Linked DNA regions of Sus scrofa: regions 1 and 3 are each linked to region 2. A link is a contact called in public HiChIP or PLAC-seq data. All regions are on one chromosome and are shown on one strand. Each heading gives the region's core, a stretch centred on a gene start, on an enhancer-like site or on the middle of the called end of the contact. The rest is flanking DNA. Distances are from core to core; before and after follow the strand shown. Region 1 holds the start of INPP5B (type II inositol 1,4,5-trisphosphate 5-phosphatase). Region 2 holds the start of GNL2 (nucleolar GTP-binding protein 2). Region 3 holds the start of SF3A3 (splicing factor 3A subunit 3).

What was found. HiChIP or PLAC-seq counts read pairs in DNA pulled down with a chosen protein or histone mark.
Region 1: an H3K27ac HiChIP or PLAC-seq map of alveolar macrophages shows a contact between it and region 2. The contact joins the promoter of INPP5B here to the promoter of GNL2 in region 2. A contact is called at or near these places in 1 of 47 Hi-C or Micro-C datasets (undifferentiated spermatogonia) and 1 of 2 datasets of contacts at active chromatin or transcription factors (alveolar macrophages).
Region 3: an H3K27ac HiChIP or PLAC-seq map of alveolar macrophages shows a contact between it and region 2. The contact joins the promoter of SF3A3 here to the promoter of GNL2 in region 2. A contact is called at or near these places in 1 of 47 Hi-C or Micro-C datasets (epiblast stem cells) and 1 of 2 datasets of contacts at active chromatin or transcription factors (alveolar macrophages).

The regions. Positions count from the first base shown.
Region 1 is chr6:93,942,453-93,946,060 of Sscrofa11.1, reverse strand. INPP5B (type II inositol 1,4,5-trisphosphate 5-phosphatase) reads left to right here and starts at 1,663. Exons shown (of 25, transcript XM_021095974.1): 1 at 1,663-1,786; 2 at 2,490-2,573; 3 at 3,229-3,326. The coding sequence starts at 2,517. LOC106510652 (a long non-coding RNA gene) reads right to left here. Exons shown (of 3, transcript XR_002344973.1): 2 at 3,355-3,430.
Region 2 is chr6:93,643,973-93,647,362 of Sscrofa11.1, reverse strand. GNL2 (nucleolar GTP-binding protein 2) reads left to right here and starts at 1,383. Exons shown (of 16, transcript XM_021095967.1): 1 at 1,383-1,599; 2 at 3,213-3,297. The coding sequence starts at 1,536.
Region 3 is chr6:93,974,309-93,977,753 of Sscrofa11.1, reverse strand. It overlaps SF3A3 (splicing factor 3A subunit 3), which reads left to right and starts at 1,430. Exons shown (of 17, transcript XM_003127795.2): 1 at 1,430-1,691; 2 at 1,961-2,008. The coding sequence starts at 1,596.

The sequences.
Region 1 (3,608 bases), core at 414-2,913, 300 kb before region 2:
AGTGTTGAAACCAAATTCTAATCAAATTGAGCTCCATTTATGCTGTGGATATTTCCAGGAAAAGAAGACTGAGAAGAAAGTGATGTCTGTTTCTGCAAGAGGTTTACATGTACAAACCTGAACTGGTCACTAAGGCAGCAACCCTCAGCTTAGGGCAAGAGGAGGGAAGATGGGTTAGAAATCACGTGGTCAGAGTTCCCACTGTGGCTCGGTGGATTAAGGACCTGACGTTGTCTCTCTGAGGATGTGGGTTCAATCCCTCGCCTGGCTCAGTGGGTTAAGGATCCAGCATTGCAGTAAGCTGTGGCATATGTGACAGACGCAGCTCGGATCCAGCATGGCTGTGGCCTAGGCTCCAGCTGCAGCTCCGATTTGACCTCCATATGCCTCCAAAGAAAAAAGAAGAAAATCGCATGGTCACTTCTTCCCCAGGACTGACCCTTCAGCTTGGCTCAAAGCTTGAGAGAAGGAGTATTTATTAAGGTAATTTGCTAATTCAATAAACATATCCTGAAGGTTACCTGTGTGCCACAAACTACACTGGGGTGAGACTATTGGGGGAGCTTACAGTTTACTCAAATGGCCAATAGGCTGGACTCCCTGATCTGAGCTGGCCCTTTTTGTCCTTATCTTAGGTGGGGAAATCGAGGTCCCAAAGGAGGGATGCTTTACCCAGGTGCCTGAGGCCAGGTGAACGAGGGGAAGGGGCTGGAGAACAACAAAGTCAACACTCAGGCTCTCTTGAGAGCCAAGGGACCCCCTTCCCTGACCTCTTTCCTCCCTGAGAAGGAGAGAGGATGGGGTCTCAGCGAAGTACTGTATATGCACAGGGTCACACCCTTTATGAAGCGTTTGTATCCATGAACCTCAAACAGCCCCATGAGGCAGGCAGGACCGGGTGCTGCCATCACAGACACTGCTGAGGCTAAGGGAGGAAATGCACACGTGGCAGTGTTGATGGCAAAGAAGTTGTAATTAGGATTTTTTTTTTTTTTTTTTTTTTTGTCTTTTTAGGGCAGCATCTGTGGCACATGGAAGTTCCTAGTCTAGGGGCTGAATCGGAGCTGTAGCTGCCAGGCTATACCATAGCCACAGTGATGCAGGATTCGAGCTGCGTCTGCAACCTACATCACAGCTCATGGCAATGCCGGATCCTTAACCCACTGACCCAGGCCAAGGATCAAACCTCCATCCTCTTGGATACTAGTCAGATTCATTTCCTCTGAGCCACAATGGGAACTCTGGAATCAGACTTTAAATAGAGGCCCCATTTTGCCACTTTGCTAGCTGCGGTGGGGCCTTGGTCAAATTATGCAACCTGAGCCTCAGTTTCTTCACCTGGAAAATGGGGACTGTGGTTCTTCATAGTGTTGTTCTCCTTTAAGCTAGGTTGGGGTAATTATTTGGGGAGGGAGAGTTCCAGTAGAGGCCAGTGTTGAGAGCTGAGGAGGACACTCAGGAGAAAATGTTGTCCCTTAAAGTGACCATCTTCTTCCTGGGCCCTGGGCAGGAGGTTCTGGCTCCATGACAGAGGGTGGACGGTGAGGCAGGAGCAGTCCTTAGGAAAACGTTGTTGGAATAGGAGCCCATTCTATCCCAGGTCCTAAGGGGTTACCCGGGGCAGGGACAGGAGGGCCCTCCCCTAGGGATTGGCGCGGGCATGCTGGGACTTGCAGGCGGCTGACCAGCCTGTGGCGCAGGGGCTGCTGGGAAATGTAGTCCCTGGCTGGGCCCCGGGGCCGGGCCGCGGTGTTCCGCACCGCCAGCAGCGGTGACAGCTCTAGAGGTAGGTGGCAATGGCAGGGTAGCAGGAGCTGGTGGGAGCAGGGAAGCCAGGCAGGGCTGAGCAGGAGGGACTGGACAACTTGAGGGCCGGGACCCCTGTCCTGAGGCTGTCAGAACCAGACACCCTGGCCTGCGGCTGATGCAATGGGGCCTGCTGGGCTGGGGGAGGGCCAAGGAGCAACGGGACACTTTCCCATCTCCAAGGAAAGGAGCACAGGACTTGTCCAGGCTGAGAGGCTCCTTTTCTGAGAGGAACAGGGTTTCTCCACAACCCCATGGAGATACCCCTCTGACACCTCCCTGAGAGGTGCCAGCAGGACTCATTCTGCTCCCCCAAAAGAGAGGCAGAGCTCCATCCCAGGAGCAGTGGGACAGTGTCCTGCTCTCCAGTAATGGGACAAGGCACCACTCCACATCCGACAAGTAGACTGGACCCCATTTAGAAACGCTTGGATGCCCTTCCAGACAAAGGGTGGTACAGCACATTGTACCTCCCACCAGAGGCAAAGGTTTGGCCCCTCTCCCTAGAAACTAAGAGGTCCATTCTAGAGGGGAGGGGCGGGGAGGAGGAGGGAGAGGATCCGGCCTCCTCCACCCTCTCCCAGCACAAAAGCCCCTCCTCCCTGCCCCCAGCCCTCGGAGGCAGCTCCATCACCCACTGGGAGACTTGTTGACTTAAGGAGCCCCCGTTTGCCCTCCCCCAGGGTGTGTCTGCTCAGCGGGGGCCCAGCATGGACCAGTCTGTGGCCATCCAGGAGACCCTGGCTGAGGGGGAGTACTGCCTCATCATATCCTGCCTGGCCTTGGCAAGTGGAATGACTGGTGTCCGCACGTGTGTATCTGCTTGCCTCCCTCTCTCTGTGCCATGGGGTCGGGGGGGGTGGGGGTGGGGGGGGGAGGCGGCATGCAGGGAGAAGGAAACCAGCACTTTTTTTTTTTTTTAACTTTAAGGCCTCACCTGCGGCACATGGAAGTTCCCAAGCTAGGGGTCCAATTGGAGCTGCAGATGCCGGCCCATGCCACAGCCACAGCAACACCAGAACTGAGCCATGTGTGCAACCCACACCGCAGCTCACAGCAACGCTGGATCCTTAACCCACTGAGCGAGGCCAGGAATCAAATCCACGTCCTCATGGATACTAGTCGGGTTCATTACTGATGAGCCACGATGGGAACTCCAGAAACCAGCACTTATTAAGCATTTATCCAGTCCCAGACTCTCTGCCAGGTGTTTTACATACTCAGTTATCCTCCTACCTGCTGTGAAGCTGGGAATTATTATCACCATATCACAGATGAGAAAAAGTCAGAGAGGTGAAGCGACTTGCCCAGGGTCACCCAGCGAGTCTGTGTCGGTGAGGGTAGGGCAGGGAAGGTGGGGTGGCCTGGGTTGGGAGAGGCCTGGGTGCTGGCTTCCTTTTGGTTTGCCTTGACTCTGAGCAGCAGGCAGTGCAAGGTGTGCTGTGTGAGGGGGACAGCAGGCAGAGCCGCCTCCTGGGACTCGTGCGCTACCGCCTGGAGCATGGTGGCCAGGAACACGCGTAAGTGCCATGTTTGGTCCTTGCTTACCTGGGCCTCGGGGTTTATTCTCCACTGTTCCTCCAGCAGGATTTCATGTATCCCTCCAGGGCAGAGTCTGAGGCTTCTAGAATAATTATAATAATGATAGTTAATTTTTTTGAACAAGTATATTCCAAGCCCTACATGTCATTAGCTCATACACTCTTCAAAATTGATGAGGAAGCTTCTCAAGAAAAGATAGTTTAATGTACTGCTTCAGATCTTGAGCCTCTGCCTGCTTGGGTTCAAACCAGGCTTTGTTA
Region 2 (3,390 bases), core at 134-2,633:
CTTATGTATTGAAACTCTAATCCCTGATGTGATGGTATTGGGAGGATAATTAGGTTTAGATGAGGTCATGAGGATGCAGCCCATGATGGGATTAGTGCCCTTCTAAGGAGAGGAAGAGACCAGTGACCTTCCCCTTTCCCCAGCCTGTGAGGATACAGTGAGAAGATAGATGTCTACAAGCTAGGAAGAGAGTTCTCACTAGGAACCAAACCATGCGGGCACCCTGACCTTTGACTTCCCAGCCCCCAGCATGATGAGAAATCAATGTTTGTGGTTTAAGCCACTCAGTCTATGGTATTTTTTTATAGCAGCCCTAGCTAAGATGTCATCCATTCATTCCTTCATTCAGTGAATATGTATTTAGTCCTTACTATATTTCAAGGTTTTTTTGAAGTCTTGTAGACACAGCAGTGAACAAACTTTTGAGGTCTCTACTCTCAAGAAGCTTGCAATCCAGTTTGGGGGAAGCAGCCGATAAACTTGGAAACAACCTAATTTCAAGTAAGAATAAGTGCCATGAAATAAATACAACCAAATACTATAAGCGAATAACTACAGAAGAATGGGAGATGGCTGAGTTAGACCAATTAGACAGGAAAGACTTCTCCCAGAAGAAAGGGTTGCCGGATAAAATACAGGATGCCCAATTAAATTTGAATTTCATATAAATAATAAACATGTTTAGTATAAGTATGTCCCAAATATTGCCTGGGGCATACTTATACTAAAATATATTCCATTGTTTATCTGGAATTCAAATTTAACTGGGGAAAGAATAACAAATTTAATTGGGCAATCCTGTTTTTTTATTTGCTAACACTTGCAACCCTACCAGTAGGTGACATTTGAGCTAAGAACTGAAAGATCAGAAGGAACTAGCTATGCAAAGGTTTAGGGAAATGATGATTCAGGCAGAAGGAACAGCCAGTGTAAATGTCAGAATAACCAGAAGGAGGGAGGTACAAATGAGGTCAAGTAAATACGCAGGGACCAGATCATGCAGAATTCTGCAGGAATGGCCAAGAGTTTAAATCTCTCTCTCTTTCTCTCTCTCTGGAATTTTAAGAAGGGTGACAAGATCTAGTTGGTATTTAGCTGCTGTGTGGTCGGCGACGTTTGGAAGGGCTTAGAGGACAAATTCAGAAGATAATTAAACTCAAGCTTGTGTCATTGACCTGGGAAGAGGCACCTAAGTTTGTGCGTGGACTCCACTAGCGGTTCTAGGCCGCGCGTCCTGGGTAACCAGGCGGTTGCTATGGAATGTAGCTTGGCGGTTGCTAGGGAGAAAGCGAGGCGGGGCTGGACGCAAGGAAACATCTAAGAGGCCGGCGCGGGGGCGGAGCCAGGAGTGCGGCGGCGCGCGTTCGCCGGAAGTCGTTCGGGGGAAGCACGGGGTGCGAGCGGAAGTGACGTCGGCCTGCGCACGCGGTCCAGCGTAGTTCGAGCGGGTGACCTCGGTTCGTTTTGGGAAGTTAAGAGCTGTTTTACCTGACACAGGCCGGACCCAGCACTCCGGTCCCCGTCCCTTCGGCAAGATGGTGAAGCCCAAGTACAAAGGACGGAGTACTATCAACCCTTCTAATGCCAGCACAAATCCCGGTACAGGCAGCGGGGCTCGCGGAGGGTGGGGCTTTGGAGGAAGCTTGGGGGGAGGGACGCCGGGTGGTTTTACATGAACTGAGCTCAAGCAAAGTGGCCTTTGAGGATGAGAAGGAGGATAATTCCTTGTTCGGAGGCCCTGAGGAGGGCTGACTCTGGCACGTCCGTCAAGACTAGATGCCAGGCAATGGGTCTAAAGCCGGGAGAAGTGAACACTCAGGCCTGGCAGTCTTAGGGCGTCTCCGACTGAGAGGTGCAAGCTCCGAGTTGTCAGGGGGCTCTTAAATGTGACTTCTTGTGTTCCTGTGTGTGTCACGTGTTGAAGCCCCTTCCCCAATATAGTTCAGTCTTGTATGAGTCCAGCTCTCCAGCTCAAGGAATTACTAAAAGTAAATTAGATGAAATCAAGACTAAAAGGGATGTAGCCCGACCCAGCTGGCCTTTTGCACTGGCCCACACTTGCCTGCCACCTTTGCTTTGACCATTGAAATGAGAAAGAAATTGTAGATTTGGCTCTTGGGGTCGTCCCGTCTGGTAAAGTGCATAGAAAACGCTGCAGATAAATCACTACAGTCATTTCAGTAAAGATGTTTTTTAAGATGTGTGTGAGGTTCCACCACAAGATGAACAAGATAACTTTGGGGGGAGTCCCTTCCATTCGGGTTTGGTTAATAAAATGTATTAAGATATGGCTTAAAGGTTTTTTTTAAATTTTGATTCATGTTGAATGTTTTCCCTAGATTGCTGATAAATTATTCCGCTGGTGTAGACTGGAATTTTACAGTTAGACCCGATAAGGCCGTTACAGACCAAGACATGATAGATGAAGAGACCTAGCCAAAATAGGGCAAGTGGCTTGTCACAGTTGGTACAGTTAGTGAGTAGTAGAGCCACCAGTCCTGTGATTTCAGTCTGTTTTCTACTGCATCACTTCAGGAGTAGACAGGTGACTTGAGAAGCCAGGCCAGTATGCTCATTTGTCCTTTTTCTCTCTGAGGTGTAAGGCAAGAATTACTATTTATTTGCTGTTGATTACACTGAGATCAAACATTGGGAAATGAAAAAGCTGGTACATTAGGAACATATATGTATTAGAATCATAGTCTTCATGATGCTTTGCTTATAGCAGGTGCTCAGTATTTGTTAAACTGAGGCCCAGAGGAAGGCATCTTAGTAGTTAAGAACACAGGTCGTGGCCAGATGCTTTTGTCCAAATTCTGGCTCTGCCATTTGTGGCTTTGTACGAGATGTCTGCCTACTGTGCCTCAGTTTCTCACCTGCAGAATGGGGATAATGTATCTGTCTTTATAGGATTATTGTATAATGCCTGTAATGTGACTAGTAAAGTGCCATAATTAGTGCTCAGAAATAGTACCTGTTACCGTTATCAAACTCAGTCCTGTGGAGGGTTCAAGATTCTGTCCGCTTTGTCATGCATATACCATGTAGCTTCCTGTAATGATTTTGTGGGAGCAGCACATGGAGAAAGTGGGGAGTTTGCCATGAGGGGGCAGCTTGCCTACTTTGAGCAAACTGGTTGGTGTGTTTGAAGCAGTGGCTGTGCTTGGACTTGCTGGTTATCAAAAAGTGTGCCGGTCTGCTGTGTTTGCTAGATCGAGTGCAGGGCGCAGGAGGCCAGAACATGAGGGACCGGGCCACAATCCGCCGCCTGAATATGTACAGGCAGAAGGAGCGCAGGTGAGTGTGGGCACTCTCGTCCCTCCCCCTTTCCTAAATGCTCTTGGCTTGTAGCTGACACCTGTTGACCCTTTCATGTTCCCACCCCCACTT
Region 3 (3,445 bases), core at 181-2,680, 330 kb before region 2:
TTTTTTTTTTTTTGCTTTTTAGGGCCCGCACTGTATGGAAGTTCCCAGGCTAGGGGTTGTATCTGAGCTGCATCTGCAATCTACGCCACAGCTCACAGCACCACCAGATCCCAGACCCACTGAGTGAGGCCAGGGATCAAACCCACATCCTTATGGATACTAGTCAGAATTGTTTCTGCTGCTCCACAACAGGAACTCCCCCAACAGAATTTTTAAACAGCTTCTACTGAGGTAGAAGTTACATACCATAAAATTCACCCAAGTTAAGTGTACAATTCAATTAATTTTAGGAAATTTATCACAGCTGTGCAACTATCACCACAATCCAATTTTAGAACATTTTTATCATCCCCCAAAAGATTTCCTGTGTCTTTTGCAGTTGCTTCCTGTCTCACCTCCAGCAGCAGGAAACCACTCGTTTACTGTGTATAGATATGCCATCTGGACATAAGCTATGTCACTTTTTGTGTCTGGCTTCTTTCACTTAGTGTGATGTTTTCATGGTTCGTCCATATCTCAGCATTCCTTTATTGCTGAATAATATTCCATTATATGGACACATCACATTTGGTTTGCCCATTTACCAGTTAATGGATTTGTGAGTTGCATCCTGTTTCTGTCTATAATGAATATCACTGCTATGAACATCTGAACATATGGACTTGTTTTCATTTCTCTACCTAGAAGTGGACATATGGACTTGCTTCACTTTTTTTTTTTTTAAAGCCGAATAGCATTTTGCTTCTTGGATGTACCATATTTTATTTAACCAGCCCCCTGCTGATCGACAATTAGGATGCTTCCACATATGCAGAAAGAAAGAAAAAGGAAGGAAGGCAAAGAAAAGGAAAGGAGGAGTTCCCGTCGTGGCGCAGTGGAAACGAATCCACCTAAGAACCATGAGGTAGTGGGTTCAATCCCTGGCGTTTTTCAGTGGGTTAAGGATCTGGCGTTGTGGTGAGCTGTGGTATAGGTCGCAGAAGCATCTGGGATCCTGCGTTGCTGTGGCTAAGGTGTAGGCCGGCAGCTGTAGCTCTGATTGGACCCCTAGCCTGGAACCCTCCATATGCTGCAAGTGCGGCCCTAAAAAGCAAAAAAAAAAAGAAAAAAAGAAAAAAAACCCTGCTCTCATCCCCATTTTACTGACAAGGACACGGAGGTCCCGAGAAGAGAAAAACTTTGTCAAAGGTCACACAAAGAGCTGGAGACTCAAGTTCCGGTTCCCTACTCCCATCCATACGCTTCAACCACTCATCCAGTTTCCTACCCTCTCGGCCTCAGGAGGCCCCGGAAAACCAGGTCAGATCCCTTGAAGCCAGGGTGTTGGTGGATATCTGCCTGCCCCCTAGAGGCACCTGGAAACCGTTGGGCATCGCGCAACACACCCCCGGCCAGCAGGGGGCACTGCAGCCGTGTCCCGAGCACTGATTGGGTCTCCCGCGGTGCTCACTTTTCGTCGAGTCTTCGAAGCACTTCCGGCAGCCGCGGAACTTTGGTGCAGCCGGACGCGCGGCTCGGCGACGCGGGCGCGCAAGGCGGCAGAAGTCGTTTCCGGCCGTTTCGGTGGTCCGCCTTGCGGCTCGGGAGGAGGGACGATGGAGACGATTCTGGAGCAACAGCGGCGCTATCATGAGGAGAAGGAACGGCTTATGGACGTCATGGCTAAAGAGATGCTCACCAAGAAGTCCACGGTGAGTGGGGCCTGGGCAGGGGTACCCCTGAAACTGGGCCCCTTGCCCGTGTTTAACCTCAGAGAGCCCCAGACCTGCTCCGCGCCCGCCCCCTCCCCGGACTCGCTCCCGAAACTCTCGCCTTGGTAACATTCTCCCCGGGCCCTGCGCCCAGAGGCCTCTCGGCTTGGGCCGCTAAGACCTGAGCGGGTAAGCTCCGCCCTCGGGCGCCCGTCCTAACTCCAGAACAACGACTAACGGCGTCCTTGTCACCGTTTGCCTTTCTTCAGCTCCGGGACCAGATCAATTCTGACCACCGCACACGGGCCATGCAAGATGTGAGTGCCCTGCTGTTCGCTTCTCTTTGGGTCGTGATGGACTGGAAGAGGGAGGAGGGGGGACACGGGTGTCAACAGGAGCCCTGGCCACAGGTAACCAGATTGGCCAGTCGAGGGTTTGTATGCCTGCCAAATGTCCACACGCTGCCAAACCTGAGGGTGCTTAACTGCCCTTGCTCACTTCTTTGAATGGGAAACTCATTCATTATTCATTACCGGGGAAGATGCCTCTTTAAAGCCTCCTCTGTCCAGTGGATGACCAAAGAGTAGTTATAGTGATTCAAACTCAGACGGTACTCTGCCTTCTCCCCCAAAGAGAATGCTGTGTATTAGTGTTTTCCTCTCAGAACACTGTATTGAAATATTTTTTGCTTACCAGGCTGCATTTTTCTAGTAATAGTTCCATTTTTTTTTAGAAAGAGTCAAAACTAAAATGTTGGTACGTATTAAAACTGAGTGGTAGGTAAGTGGAGGTTCATTATACTGTGCTTTCTAGCTCTGTTTTTGCGTGTTTGAAACCTATTTAGAAAGGGAAAAAAGATCTAATCAGAATTTCTAGTTTGGAGGACATAATTAATATTATAAGCCCTAGTCCCTTAGCTAAATTCCCAAAAGCAAAGTACTCCAAAAACAAAAGGTTATTTGTTCTTTTAATTACTTGGTGGCAAAAATCTGACTTGATATGAACAGATGAGAGACCTTTTTATTGTCTTTATCCCATTGAATAAATAGTGCATAAATTTCACTGCAGAACTATTAATGTGTGTTCCAGATTCCACTAGGTATATTATATATAGTGCCTTCCTGAAATTAAAAACTTCAAATTCTGAAACAAATCTGGTCCTGAAAGCTTTGGAGAAGAGACTGTGTACTTGTTCCATCCTGAGTTTGAATCTGGAGGAGACTGTGTGATGTTTTATTTAGCATGTGCACTCCTCAGTTAAGCTTTTTTTTTTTTTTTTTTTTTTTTTTTTTGTCTTTTTAGGGCCACACACGCGGCACATGGTGGTTCCCAGGCTAGGGCTCACATCGGAGCTGTAGCCGCCAGCCATTACCACAGCCACAGCCACACCAGATTCGAGCTATGTCTGTGACCTACACCACAGCTCACGGCAACGCCCGATCCTTAACCCACTGATTGAGGCCAGGGATCGAACCTGCATCCACATGGATCCTAGTCAGATTATTTTTCCGCTGAGCCATGACAGGAACTCCTCAGACAAGCTTTTTGAAATAATGGAAAACATCTTTGACTATCCGTTTATCTTTGAGGGTCTTAGGTGGGAACTGCTTTGTATCAGAGTGACTTCCTTATATGGTTCACTTTTAGATCTTCTAGGGAGAGTTAAATATGGGAACTCTGCCACCCCTCAAATCACATCACTTAGGTAATCTTCAAAATAACCTGTTTGAAAAACTGACTAGGAACCAATGCTG